3 separate regions of the Sus scrofa genome follow, and regions 1 and 3 are each linked to region 2. Evidence: chromatin contacts called from public HiChIP or PLAC-seq data. All regions are on one chromosome and are shown on one strand. The core of a region is the stretch at or near the end of the contact, and the rest is flanking DNA. Distances in the headings are between cores, read along the strand shown. Region 1 has its middle 230 kb from the start of UBE2E2. Region 2 overlaps UBE2E2 (UB2E2). Region 3 has its middle 190 kb from the start of NKIRAS1.

Region 1 (4,997 bases), core at 1,813-4,312, 270 kb before region 2:
GCCAGGGGTCACACTTGGCACCCATCTATGAGGTTAGAGGACAAAACCCAGAGCTTAGCAAGAGGACCACTGCAGGTGTTTTATTTCTGTGGTGGTCCTTGGAGCCACCTAACAGGAGATAAGACCCACACCAGGCAAGTACAGGACCCATCCTGACCTGAAACCTGTTAACACATGAGATCCACAGTTTCTGAGATCCCTGCAAGATGCATGCCCAGATCTAAGAGTCACAGCTCTTAGGGGAGCCCAAAGCATAGCTTCCCTGTCAAGTATTTATATGTCCTTTAGACCTTTCCAGGCCAGACCCAATGTGCCAGTCAAAGGTCATTTTTAGCACAAGCAATCCTGCCTAGAAACATAGTTGACATTCTGTCATTGTCAAGATACCAGGGGAACTGAGCCAGAGAGTTCACCAAAGGTCAAATTCTCATTCAAAAAAGGGTAAGAGTTTTGTTAGCCATTTATCCACAAAGTGAACAGAGATAGGAAACACCCTCAGAAAATGTATAGAGCTTCCTAAAGAGAAATGTGGTACCCCATCGTTCAATAGCTATACTGGCAAAGGGGTTATGTGAAAAACAAAAGCAAGTATAACCAGTTCCCTCCTAGGAAAATAAGACCATTTCACGGATAGGACCAGGGTCCTCTAGGTGGGGCACCACATGTGGGCTCCTCCCCTGCTGAAATACAGGTAGAATTTTTGTCTCTAACCACTGGATATGTTTATTCAAAGAAAAAAGATAATCAGATATTTTACACCAATTTATAAGTCATTCTTGTAAAGGCTGAAGTGAGGCCCAGAGAAGGGTTGTTTTTTTTTCTGAAAAAGGTCACTAATTCTGGCATCTGTGCCAGTTGGAACAGATTGGCATAGTGAAGGTTGACCTCCACACATACAGTGCAATAGCCAGGAATCCCTTATAGTCTCCCTGCTGTGTGTGTGCATACACACACACACACACACACACACACACACATACATACACACACAGTGAGAAGAAACCTACCATTATCTCAACTTTCCCAGTCTAGCAAGAAACTAAGAACAGTGTATATTTAGCTTCCTTGGAAACTTAGTGGTATTAAAAGCTGTCATTTAGTTAACAAATTGTGGTAACCTGGTAGAAAATTTGAGTTTCCTAGCATATCATACATATCATCATATGAAGTACCGTCAGCAAAATAAACACCTTTTAGCATAAGCACCATAACCATCAAAAGCACAAGTACATCATTATCAAAAGCCATAAATATTAGCTATGTTGCTATAATTACCTTCAAATTCCATCATCATTGAACCCCCAATACCAGAACCACAAGGCCACTATTATCTAAAACCATAGTTAATATAACCCAGAGCCACAAAACTATCACTGTCTAATACTATAGAGTCACTGTCATCCAGAATTAGTGTGTCCAATTGCGTACAAATTAGCTATTATCCCAGTAATGCTGGGTAACAAACCAACTCAAAATTAAGTGACTTTAAAATCTTGAGTAAAAAAGAACAAAGCTGAAGATATTATACTCCCTGCTTTTAAATTACACTACAAAGCCGCAGTGATCAAAATGTGGTACTGCCACAAAAGGTAGACACACTAGGCCAATTTATTTTACCAGCATAAAAAGCCCAGAATTAAATTCCAACATATGGAATCAACTAATATTTGACAAAGAAGTCAAGAACATCCAACAGGGGAGGATAGTCTCTTCAACAAATGGAGCTAGGAAAACTGGAAAAACACACAGCACATAGACATCAGATCCATGTCTCACACCACTGACAAAAGCTAACTCAAAATGGATCATAAGACTCCTGGAAGAAAACATAGGGGAAAAGCTCCCTGATCTTGGTCTTGGCAATGACTTTGAGGGCATGAGGCCAAAAGCACAGATGACAAAAGCAGAAATCAACACACGGCACTACATCAAACTCAAAAGCTTCTGCATAGTAAAAGAAACAGTTAACAAGGTGAAACAGCAGCCTTCGGAATGGGAGAAGAATTTTGCAAACCATATACAGAATAAAGGGTTAATATTCAAAAATATATAAAGAACTCATACAACTTAACAAAAAAAAATTGATGTAGAAATGGACAGAACTAAATACACATTTCTCCAAAAAGGACATGAAGAAATTTGCTCAGGGAGGTGCAAATCTAAACCACAATGTCCTATCACCTCACTCTGGTCAGAATGGCGATCACGGGAGTTCCTGTCATGGCTCAGTGGTAACAAACCCAACTACTATCCATGAGGACTTGGGTTCGATCCCTGGCCTTGCATAGTGGGTTAAAGATCTGGCTTTGCTGTAAGCTGTGGTGTAGTCTGGCAGCTGTATCTCCAATTCAACCCTTAGTCTGGGAACTTCCACATGCCTCGAGTGTGACCCTAAAAAGACAAAAAAAGACAAAAAAATAATGGCAATCATCAAGAAGACAGACAAGTGTTGGCAAGGGTATGGTGGAAAGGGAATCCCTATACACTGTTGGTGGGGAAAAAATTAGCCCAATCGCTATGGAAAATATCATAGGGTTTTCTCAAAAAATTAAAAATAGATCCAGCAGTTCCATTTCTGGGTATATACCCAAAGGAAATGAAAACAGGATTTTGATGAGATATGTACACACTCAGGTTCATCGCAGCATTATCCACAATAGCCAAGATATGCAAACAACTCCCCTCCCCATCAGTCCATGAGTGGATAAAAAATGGGAAATATACACACAATGAAACACCATTCAACCATAAGAAAGGAGGATCCTGCCATTTGCAACAACATAAATAGACCTTAAGCAAATTGTGCTAAAAAAGATATGTCAGACAAAGAAAGACAAGTACCGTATGACATCACTTGTATTAGAACCTCAAAAAGCTAAACCTAAAAAAAGAAACAGAAAGTAAAATGGTGATTACCAGGGAATGGGGGATGGGGACATGAGAGGGATGGTGTTTCAGGGTACAAACTTGGAACAAGGAGAAAATAAGCCCTATAGATCTAATGCACAGTATAGTGAAGAGAGACAATAAGATCATCCTACAATGATGTAATCTGAGCAGTTCCTTGGTGGCACAGCAGGTTAAGGATCCAGCGTTGTCACTGCTGTGGCTTGGGTCATTGGTGGGCGTAGGTTTGATCCTTGGCCCAAGAACATCCACGTGACATGGGTGCAGACAAAAAAATGATGTAATGTGATAAATATTACTTCAGTGGCTATCATCTAGCAATATGTAAATGTACCAAAGTAACATGCCATACAACTTAAATGTACAAGATGTAACATGTCCAATTTATCAAAATTTTAAAATATTAAGTGGCTTTAAAGAGAAATGACTCATTATCGCTCATGATTCTACAGATCATCCAGGAGTTCTTTGATCTGGCCCAGGCCCGGCTGATTTTAGCCAGACTTGTTCACTGGCTGCAATTAATTGGTAGGTTAGCTAGAAGCTGGCTGGGCTGGGATGTCCTCAGCTGGGATGACTCAGCTGTGCTACAAATGATCTGTCACTTTCCTGCAGGCTTCCCAGGCTTGTTCACGTGGAAGGAAAAGGGATGCCAGCATGAGCAGAAATACCCATGGCCTCTGGAGGTCTAGGCTAAGAAGTGATATATTGTCCTTTTAGCGACTCTCTGCTGCCCAAAGAAAGCAGTAAGATGATCCCAGATTTGGGAGTTCCCGTCGTGGCACAGTGGTTAATGAGGTTGCGGGTTTGATCCCTGGCCTTACTGGTGGGTTAAGGATCCGTTGTTGCCGTGAGTTGTGGTGTGGATTGCAGACGCGGCTCGGATCCTGTGCTGCTGTGGCTCTGGCGTAGACCAGCGGCTACAGGTCCAATTCGACCCCTAGCCTGGGAACCTCCATATGCCGCAAGAGCAACCCAAGAAATGGCAAAAAGACCAAAAAAAAAAAAATGATCCCAGATTTGAAGAGGGGGCAATAGATTCCTTTTCCTTTTCCTTTTTTTTTTTTTTTTGGTTTTTAGGGCCACACTTGTGGCATATGTAGGTTCGCAGGCTAGGGGTCGAATAGGAGCTACAGCCAGTCTACACCACAGCCACAGAAATGCCAGATCTGAGCCTTGTCTGCGACTTACACCACAGCTCACAGCAACGCCGGATCCTTAACCCACTGAATGAGGCCAGGGATTGAACCTGCAACCTCACAGTTACTAGTCAGATTCGTTTTTGCTACACGACAAAGGGAACTCCTAGATTCCCTTTCTTGATGGCAGTTGTTGCAAAGTCCCATTGCCAGGGATATGTGTTCAAGGCTGCTGGAGAGTTAAGATGATTTTTGTAATCAATCAACCACAAAGACCTTGGAACGTAGTATTACCTATACTTGGAACTAAAAGTTACACTAACAGCTAAAGTCATTAGACTGATTAGTGCCACTGTCTTTTAGTTGTAAATATTTAACATCACAAGTATGTCACCATCACCTGTCACCCAGAAACAATACACACCTTAACATGTACATTTATCAACTCCCTAATCCTATGTATCACAATTTTATAGATCAAAGCACCAAAGTGAACGACTCCTCTCTCCTTGCTTCTTAGCAAACAAGTGATGCAAGCTTGGGTGTATCTGTTTCCCCATTAAGCTGGGACCAGTGAGAAGAAATCAAGATTCCTTTTCAATTGCTGTTTTTCCCATCTAGAAATACAAGAGCATTTTTATTTTATTTAAAAAATTTTTATGAATGCATATAGAAATTCCTGGGCCAGGGACTGTATCTGAGCCACACCTGGGACCTAAGCTGCATCTGCAGCAACAGTGGATCCTTTAACCTGCTGCATGGGACCGGGAATCTAATCTGTGCCTCTGCAGTGACTTCCACACGGCGGCATACGGAAGTTCCTAGGCTAGGGGTCAAATCAGAACTTGAGTCACTGCAGTCAGATTCTTAACCCACCATGCCATTCCATAGCAGGAACTCCTAAAAGAGTATTTTTAAATGCTATACCTTGACACAGGGATCCCTGAGAGT
Region 2 (4,525 bases), core at 839-3,338:
GAGGTTGCAGGTTCCATCCCTGGCCTTGCTGGTGGGTTAAGGTTCCGGCATTGCCATGCATGAGCTGTAGTGTAGGTCACAGACACAGCTCAGATCCTGCGTTGCTATAGCTCTGGAGTAGGCTGGCGGCTATAGCTTGGATTAGACCTGTAGCCTGGGCACCTCCATATGCTGCAAGTGTGGCCCTAGAAAAGGCAAAAAGACAAAAGAAAAAAAAAAGAAAAAAGAAAAGAAAAAAAAGGAAAGTCACACAGCTATTAAGTAGATGAGCCAGGATTTAAATGCAGACTGGCTCTGTTTCCTATACTCTTAGCATATCTTCTGTGCTGATTCTTGATTCTCTATTACATTACTGTGTCATATGTAAAGGTTCCAAATGCCCACTCCAATATATGGAAAGTGACTGCTTTGAGGATTCTGAGATTAGGTCTGTACTCAGTGAAAATTTTCTCATTTTATATTTTGGGCTGTTTTGAGCATGAGCTTGGAGAGCGGTGGTATAACATCTTTCTCACCTTGTAATCAAACTAGATTATCAGAAAGCTAGTTAGTCTTATATTTTAGTATTATTCCCTCATATTTCACTGGTCTTTATAAGATGCAGTTATATGGTAAATATTTCTGCATCTCCTATGAAACTGTCTCTTACAGTGTTCAGTATTACTTTTATAAGAATTCGCATGCCATATTCTTCAAAGATTTGTTTCAGAGCAAAGTTTTCTTACGATCTGGCAAGCTTCCTTCTATCAGCCATTGAGAATTATTTCGTCCATTGTGTTTTCTCTTTGCTTCAGCTGCAAGGAAGCTTGGAGTTGTATTTCATTTTCATTACAGTAATTTTATTAGCCTAGGCTTTTGATATGGATAATTTCTTCTCTAGTTCTCTGTGGCAGGAGTTTTAAATCCATCTTCTGTGTCTCAGCTTTAGGAGTTCATGAACCCCTCTCAAATGATAGGTAAAATTGTTTGTGTGCATGTGGGAATCTAAGGGAGTGTCCTCAGCTTTTATCAAAATTTCGGTGACCACAACCCTCGCCCAAGAGATAAAGAACCATTCTCCTCTGGGTTAGCTGTTCATTTTATATTTTAATGGTCTAATTGTTAGTCTTATGGTCTAATAGTCTAAAAGTCTCTTGTTATTTCTGTTTATGAGCTTTTTGGTGATAAGTAGGCTATAAGTCATACCTTCACATTCAAGTTGTTAGTCTATTTCTCAATTTTGTCAGAAAGTTATAAAGCACTTCTCTTTAATTTTAAAAACACAGTCTTGGAAACTTGAAGAATAGTTGATGTCTTCATGCAAACTGTATACTTAATATGTTTATTTTTTTATTAAAGGAGTGTTTCTTAAATTTATTACCTTAAATAGTAATAGTAAATTATTTGTAAAACAGTTAATTATTAACTTATATTTTGAATTAACATATTTACGCCATAAAATCTATATGTGTAAATGATATTCCTACATCTTCCTATCTTCTTCCTTTGTTCTGTGGGTAAACAGAAAAGATTAGATTCTAATCATCTCTCTGGATTACTTCTGCATTAGAGAAACAACTCTCAAAATCATAGGATAGGGTTACCAGCAGTTTGCCATACTCATATATTTACAGGTAAAAGTTACAACCATTAGAGGTAAATAAAGCCTATGCTGCTAACCTCACTACTTAGATTCATTTCCTTAGCTGTCGTTTTAAGTGTTTTTATAGGTTTTCAAATGCAGATTATATTATGCTACATAAATGTGTTATAATGGGGGGGCATGTATTATGTTTTTATTGTAACAAGTTTTTAGGTCTAATTGACTGTTTATTTGCAACAAAGTAAAATCACAATTACTCAAGTTGGAAAAGAAAAATAAAGCTATCTGCTTTTCACTAGCAATATCTTGGTTGTTTAAATCTATAAGTTGTATATAAATATTTTTCTGTTGAGCTGATGACTGACAAAAAAACTTCCAAGGTGTCATTATAATAAAAATGGTTGTATCTGTGAATTATTATATAGCAGTGTGAATTATGCGTGGATTGTAATAAATTACTCAATAGTTTTTAATGCCACAGTTATAGAACCCTGTGAGTAATAGAGATCTGAGGACTTATGACTTAGGAAAATGAATCACACACTCTTATCCAGCTTGGTACCCTGCAGGCTGTGTATATAAAAAAAGAATTTGTGTGACTTAACCATAGACGTTGAAATTTGGTGTGCCAACAAAAACAGATTTTCTTAAACAATGTGACTTATGGTCCCATAATAGAAAGAACAGACTAAATCTGTGGCATTGTCTTGTCCTTCATTATAAAGTGTGTTTACTTTTGTATTCATGGTGGTTTAATAGCCTGTAAAGAGACTAGTAAGATTGTAATAATGGGTAGTATTTTCTACATTTTATCTTTTAGTAAGGAGTATATGAGAAACATTTATTGAATGTAAATGGTACTGAAATAGGTTTTGTGGGATCATGCAGAGATGGCTTACTTCTTACCCATGGGCGGAGAGTTAAATATAAAAGAGAAGTAAAACTAAGAGAAAGATACCACTCCAACTGAAAGCATGCTGGCTATGCCTCAGTAGCAGTGGAAATGTTCATAACCTTTAGTTCACTAATTTAACATACGGGCCTCTAGCATATGGAAAATAATTAAAAATAAAGACTATTACATGCAACAGTGAAAATGTGAAGGTAAACAGTGTTATGTGGAGAGAAATGCCTGAAGTTAATTCTTTGGATGGTTATATATCCAGTAAAAACAAATAGGCAAACTATTTGGGAATATGAAAAGATGTATATAAAAAGGAGTAGGCCATATTATATGTCATTTGTGATTATAAGTGTATAAAATTAGAAATATTTTTAAAATTTGAAAGGAAAAGAAAAATTTAGTTGATAATCCTGGTGCTAGAGTCATGCATGAAGTTATCTTCTTTCCTCTCTTCTGGCCTCTTTTTGGAGTAGTAGTATACTAGTCTTAAAATTTAAATGTAGGTTTATATTTTCAAGAAGATCTAGTTCTTGTTCTCAAGGAACTGCTAGTCTAGTGGGATAGAATTACCGTAAAAGGAAATATGTTACTGCCTTGAGAGAGACAACATAAATGCTCTGGGAAGACTCTTGAAATTCAGTTTTCTACATACTGTGTTCTTATAAATTCAGGTGAACCTTAAAATTTAATATTTCTTCATGAAATAAATAAACTAGATTTTTAGAGGTACTAAAACTGTTAATGAGATGCTATTTCTTTTATTCACATTTTGATTGTAGAACCAATCATTTATATTCTACACTCTTATGCTACAGAATAGTCAGCTAGGTATTTACTTAAATAAACTTGAGCAATGCTTATACAACTCCTGGCATATATCTGAGGGTGGGAGTGAATGAAGAAGACCTTGGTCCCAGCTCCAGGTCTTTAGTTGAGGAGAATGTCTTTGCATCTGATTAGACCCTGCTACTTCATTAATACCTGCACCAGTGTTCAAGGAGGAATGACTTGAAGTCATGGGGGAGAGGAATTTTGACTGAGGGATGCAGGAAAGACTTTACAGAGGTTGTGACAGGCCTTGAAGGATGGTAAAAGGTCATGAAATAAGCAGTGATGATTTTCATTAGGGGCTTTAAAAGCACACAGGATCCATGAAGTAGATATAGGACAGGTATTGGGAATAGCATGCGTGAAGTCACAGAGATAGGAATCCTGGGTTTAGGGAACATCTGGGTTGCTGTGTGTTTCTGGTGATGTAAGTAATAGGTGTTTGTGTGTCAGGGAGAGGAGACTTGGTAGTCAGTGTTTAGGAAGCTGGTCCCTGCTAGTATGTGCAAGTGACTGGGTAGATAGAGGTGAAAAAGTTTTTTTTTTTTTCTAGAAACATGTCATCTAGTATGTGGACCAAGAATTAACTAAAATCCAATATATTGGCTTAAATTTGTATGTTAAAGGTTTTTTTTTTTTTTTTTTTTTTTTTTTTTCCTTACTAAAATTCTTACAAAACTGATCCAAACATTGTGTTTTTTAAAGGAACCCATAGGAAATGGGATGATATGGGGTAGGGATTTGATCCTGTCTGGGAGGGAGGTGGGAGAGGGGTGACAAGGAGGACTTGTAGGAGGCTCTGTTTTCCTGGGCTTTGAAGGAGAAGTAGCAATCAGGGAAGACAGCAGTAGGGAGAGATCAGTCTGGAAAGGTGTAGTCAGATTATTCTCAAGGTGGTTATACAGACTTAAAGGGATTTAGGGACTCATTTTCTTTAAGGCATTTTTTTCTTGAGCCTCATGATATGTCAGTAAACCGTGTTTAAAAGAAATTTGGTAACGAGAAGGATAAGCTGGTGCTGCCTAGGTGGTTTATGATTTCGCATAACCAGGCCATCTTCAGCCCATCTTATTTAAGAACAGTTTGTTGGGAGATAGTGAAGGGCAATGTAAGGAGTTGCTTTTATTTAATTTTAAAACAGCACAATTTGAAAAAAAAAGGTGAAGGTTTACTAATGAAATGCTGTGTGAGCAGAAAGCAAAAATTCAGAA
Region 3 (4,944 bases), core at 921-3,420, 480 kb after region 2:
ATATCCATTCTTTTTCAGTTTTTTTTCCCATATAGGTTATCACAAAATATCAAGTAGAGTTCCCTGTGCTATACAAAAGGTCCCCATTGACTATCCATTCCACATATAATAGTGTGCATATGCCAGCCACAAACCCCCAATTCATCCCTTCCTCTCATCTTTCCACTTTAGTAACTATAAGTTTGTTTTCAAAGTCTGTGAGTCTGTTTCCGTTCTGCACACAAGTTCAACTGTATCCTTTTTTTTAAGATTCCAGATATAAGCGATATCACATATGTGTCTTTGATTTAGTTCACTTCATGTGATCCTCTCTAGGTCCATCCATATTGCTGTAAATGGCATTATTTCATTCTTTTTTATGGCTGAGTAATATTTCATTGTATATATGTACCACATCTTCTTCATCCATTCCTCTGTCAGTGGACATTTAGGTTGCTTCCGTGTCTTTGGCTATTACAAATAGCACTGTTATAAACATTGAGATGCATGTATGTTTTTGAATTATGGTTTTCTGCAGCTACATGCCCAAGAGTGGGTGGATCCCACATTTTTTTTTTCTTTTTGGCCACACCCATGGACATGTAGAAGCTCCCAGCCCAGGACTGAACTCATGCAACAGCAGTAACCCAAAGCACTGCAATGAAAATGCCATAGCCTACTGGGCCCAAGATTGGCATATTAAAATGCCACAAATTTAATAAGTGGTATTTTCACTTTCTTTTATTTCAAAATATTTGTAAATTTCTCTTGAGATTTCTTTTTTGATCCATGTGTTTTGTTTTTGTTTTTTGTTTGTTGTCCTTTTAGGCCACACCCGAGACATATGGAGGTTCCTAGGCTAGGGGGTCGAATCAGAGCTACAGCTGCTGGCTTACACCACAGCCACAGCAACACAAGATCTGAGCCACATCTGTGACCTACACCATAGTTCACAGCAGTGCAAGATCCCCAACCCACTGAGGGAGGCCAGGGCTCGAACCTGCAACCTCACGGTTCCTAGTTGGATTTGTTTCTGCTGCACCACAGCAGGAACTCCCCCATGTGTTTAGGTGTATTGTTCAATCTCCAAGTATTTCGGAATTTTCCAGCTATCTTTCTGTTATCAACCTCTAATTTAATTCCAGTGTGGTCTGAGAGCAGATATTGTATGACTCCCATTCCTTGAAATTTGTCAGGGTGTGTTTTTAGTCCAAAGTGTGGTCAATATTGGTGTATATTCCATGTGCGCTTGAGAAGAAAGTGTGTTCTGCTATGGTTAGGTGACGTAGTTTATCGATGTCAATATGGCCAGTTAATTGATGGCACTGCTGAGTTCAGATGTTTTAGATTTTTACAAGAATATATTCATGCATTGCCGGTATTATTTCTGTAAAGCATCAATGCAATAAAACAAAAACAATGAATGAGGTTTTTAAAAGCATAATGAGCCAGGGCAGAAGACATTTGCGGGGAGCAACTCTGTGGTCATTGCCACTCATTCTGCCAGTCTTGCCAACCCAGATGACACAACCCAAGACCCTGAGCTCACTGCACTGACCACAGTGGGTAACTGTCAATGAAAGAAGGAGAAGAGGGAAACCATGTCTTCTAGACCAATGAGGATTAGATTTAGCGACTGAAACAGAGACATAAAAAATAAGAATGGGAGTTCCCGTCGTGGCTCAGTGGTTAATGAATCCGACTAGGAACCACGAGGTTGCGGGTTCAATCCCTGGCCTTGCTCAGCAGGTTAAGGATCCAGTGGTGAGCTGTGTTGTAGGTTGCAGATGCGGCTCAGACCCCGCATTGCTGTGGCTCTGGCGTACGCCAGCAGCAACAGCTCCGATTCGACCCCTAGCCTGGGAACCTCCATATGCCGTGGGAGCAGCCCAAAAATGGCAAAAAGATCCCCCCCCCCAAAAAAAAAGAATGGCTTAAATATGCCAGAAGCCTATTTCTTCCTTCCACAAAGGAAGTCCAGGGGCATGCATCCATGCATGGTGGGTTCTAGACTCCATCTATATTCTTGCAGCTCCCTCCTAGAGGCTGGCTTCCATCTTCAAGGCCGCTGCAACAGGCTGCTAGATTGCAAGCCCAAAGAAGAGAAGTAAAAATAGAAAGAGGCTCCACCCTGCCTAGTCAGCTTCCTTTAGATAGCCTTCTGGGAAGTGCCACAGAATTCATCACATTGGCCAGAAGCAAATCACACGGACACGTCTAGCAACAGGAGAGGCTGGGAGATCAGTCACGACATGTGCCCAGTTAAAAACAGGGGCCAATAAAGAGAAAGTAAGACGTAGCTGAGAAGGATTCCTGGGGGTGGCAACTAGCCATCTTTGTATTTGACAAGACGTGAAGGTCATGACCGGCCTTGGACAACATCTGGGCCAACGTTGTTCTGGGCTCTCATGAGAATTCCTGCTTCATCTAGGCTTTTCTTGACTGGGGGACAATCCTAAGGACGGAAGCAGCCCGGTCCTGGCAAGTGTGCTTATTGGTCCAGAGGACTCAGGCCTAAAATCAACAAAAGATGCACAAAGATTCACTGAGCATGTTCCCTGCAGCCCACACGGAGGCCGTAACAATCCGGGTGGAGGCCAGGGTGGGGCAAGGGGGTGGGGAACACCCATCCCTGAGGCTTGTAAACCCGGATGGCAGCTTGGAACAGTGCTTCTCCAAAGCCATTTTTTTTCCCACTCCCAAGTACATGCTCCTATTATGATGACCACACGAGTTCAATACCCAACCCAGTCCATTCCTCGCTCCAGAAGACTGGTCCTCTGATCACACACCTGGATGTCACAATGTCAGCTTCCTATATGAGGTCTACCTGTTTATTCTCAGCTTGGGAGGTGGGGGGAGAGGGCAGTGTGTGGTGACAACATCTGGCACAGCCAAACCCATCAAGACAAACTCCTTACACTTTTCTAATTTTTCTTTTCTTTCTTTTTTTTTTTTTTTTTTTGCCTTTTTTCCTTTTCTAGGGCTGCTTCCGATGGCATATGGAGGTTCCCGGGCTAGGGGTCAAATCAGAGCTGTAGCCACTGGCCTACACCAGAGCCACAGCAACGCCAGATCCGAGCCGCATCTGCACCTACACAACTCACGGCAACGCTGGATCCTTAACCCACTGAGCAAGGCCAGGGATTGAACCCACAACCTCATGATTCCTAGTCGGATTCATTAACCACTGTGCCACGAAGGGAACTCCTCTAACTTTTCATTTCAAATGATATTTGAAACATGCGGGGGCAGGATAGGATCTGAAATAGTTTGTGATGCGGATATGTTCTTACTATAAAGATATTTGTGTCACATCGTGATATAAGAAAAATAAAATACATGAATACATCACACATAAATGCATCATTAATAGATCAAATAACAATGTGACTGTGGAAAGGGAACCCTCCTGCACTGCTGGTGGGAATATAAACTGGTACAGCCACTATGGAGAACAGTTTGGAGATACCTTAGAAATCTATACATAGAACTTCCATATGACCCTGCAATCCCACTCTTGGGCATCTATCCGGACAAAGCTCTACTTAAAAGAGACACATGCACCCGCATGTTCATTGCAGCCCTATTCACAATAGCCAGGACATGGAAACAATCCAAATGTCCATCGACAGATGATTGGATCCGGAAGATGTGGTATATATACACAATGGAATACTACTCAGCCATAAAAAAAGGATGACATAATGCCATTTGCAGCAACATGGATGGAACTAGAGACTCTCATACTGAGTGAAATGAGCCAGAAAGACAAAGACAAATACCATATGATATCACTTATAACTGGAATCTAATATCCAGCACAAATGAACATCTCCTCAGAAAAGAAAATCATGGACTTGGAGAAGAGACTTGTGGCTGCCTGATGGGAGGGGGAGGGAGTGGGAGGGATCGGGAGCTTGGGCTTATCAGACACAACCTAGAAGAGATTACAGAGATCTGCTGATGCATTGAGATATGTCAGATACTCATGTCGACAGAAGAAGGGTGGAAAACTGTAACTGCATGTATACATCTAAGATATGACCTGCTGTACATGGAAATAAAAAAAAAAAAAAAAAGATATTTGGCAGAGTTCCTTGACCAGGAAGGCACTACTCATTGACTGATAAGATATCACAAGTTTAAAATATTTTCACTGAGATGTAATTGACATGGACCAAAATGCGCAGCCTTCACATGTATATTTTGATGGGTTTGGGGGTTTTTGTTTTACAGCCATACTTGCAGCATGTGAAAGTTCCTAGGCTAGGGGTAGAACAGGAGCTACAGCTGCTGGCCTACGCCACAGCCACCACAACACCAGATCCAAGCTGCATCTGCAAACTACACTGAAACTTGCAGCAATGCCAGATCCTTAACCCACTGAGCGAGGCCAGGGATCGAATCTGCATCCTCACAAAGACAATATCGGGTCCTTAACTCACTGAGCCACAACAGGAACTTCTATTTTGATGAGTTTTACTTACTAAGTACCTGCACTGGAATAACCAGCCACCTTCTTGATCAAGATATAGACCACATGGGAGCTCCTGTTGTGGCGCAGCGGAAACGAAGCCGACTTGGAACCATGAGGTTGTGGGTTCAATCCCTGGCCTTGCTCACTGGGTTAAGGATCCAGCATTGCCACGACCTGTGTTGTAGGTCACAGACACAGCTCGAATCTGGGGTTGTTGTGGCTATGGTGTAGGCTGGCATCTACAGCTCCGATTCAACCCCTAGCCTGGGAACTACCATATTTGCTATGATGCAGCCCTAAAAAGACAAAAGACAAAAAAAAAAAAGGGTATAGACCACATCCATCACCCCCCCCAGGAGGTCCCCCCATGTCCCTCTCCAGGCCACCCTGAACCCTGTGTTCTGCTCCAGAGGCATGCACTGCAAGCCTATCACCTTAGCTCAGATTTTTTCCTAGAACATCTAGGACTTCACATACGTATAACC

The links. HiChIP or PLAC-seq counts read pairs in DNA pulled down with a chosen protein or histone mark.
Region 1: a contact with region 2 is called in an H3K27ac HiChIP or PLAC-seq map of alveolar macrophages. The contact joins two enhancer-like sites. A contact is called at or near these places in 1 of 47 Hi-C or Micro-C datasets (embryonic fibroblasts) and 1 of 2 datasets of contacts at active chromatin or transcription factors (alveolar macrophages).
Region 3: a contact with region 2 is called in an H3K27ac HiChIP or PLAC-seq map of alveolar macrophages. The contact joins two enhancer-like sites. A contact is called at or near these places in 1 of 47 Hi-C or Micro-C datasets (embryonic fibroblasts) and 1 of 2 datasets of contacts at active chromatin or transcription factors (alveolar macrophages).

What each region holds. Positions count from the first base shown.
Region 1 is chr13:9,766,974-9,771,970 of Sscrofa11.1, forward strand. No RefSeq gene overlaps it. Among named protein-coding and RNA genes, the nearest start is that of UBE2E2, 230 kb to the right of the region's middle. Within about 2 kb of position 3,063, at least 1 of the 83 cell types and tissues checked has an H3K27ac peak or open chromatin away from gene starts, as enhancers often do. A contact at or near this core is called in alveolar macrophages, where this site is marked.
Region 2 is chr13:10,039,448-10,043,972 of Sscrofa11.1, forward strand. All of the region lies in intron 2 of UBE2E2 (UB2E2), which reads left to right. Among named protein-coding and RNA genes, the nearest start is that of UBE2E2, 38 kb to the left of the region's middle. Within about 2 kb of position 2,089, at least 1 of the 83 cell types and tissues checked has an H3K27ac peak or open chromatin away from gene starts, as enhancers often do. A contact at or near this core is called in alveolar macrophages, where this site is marked.
Region 3 is chr13:10,520,686-10,525,629 of Sscrofa11.1, forward strand. No RefSeq gene overlaps it. Among named protein-coding and RNA genes, the nearest start is that of NKIRAS1, 190 kb to the right of the region's middle. Within about 2 kb of position 2,171, at least 3 of the 83 cell types and tissues checked have an H3K27ac peak or open chromatin away from gene starts, as enhancers often do. A contact at or near this core is called in alveolar macrophages, where this site is marked.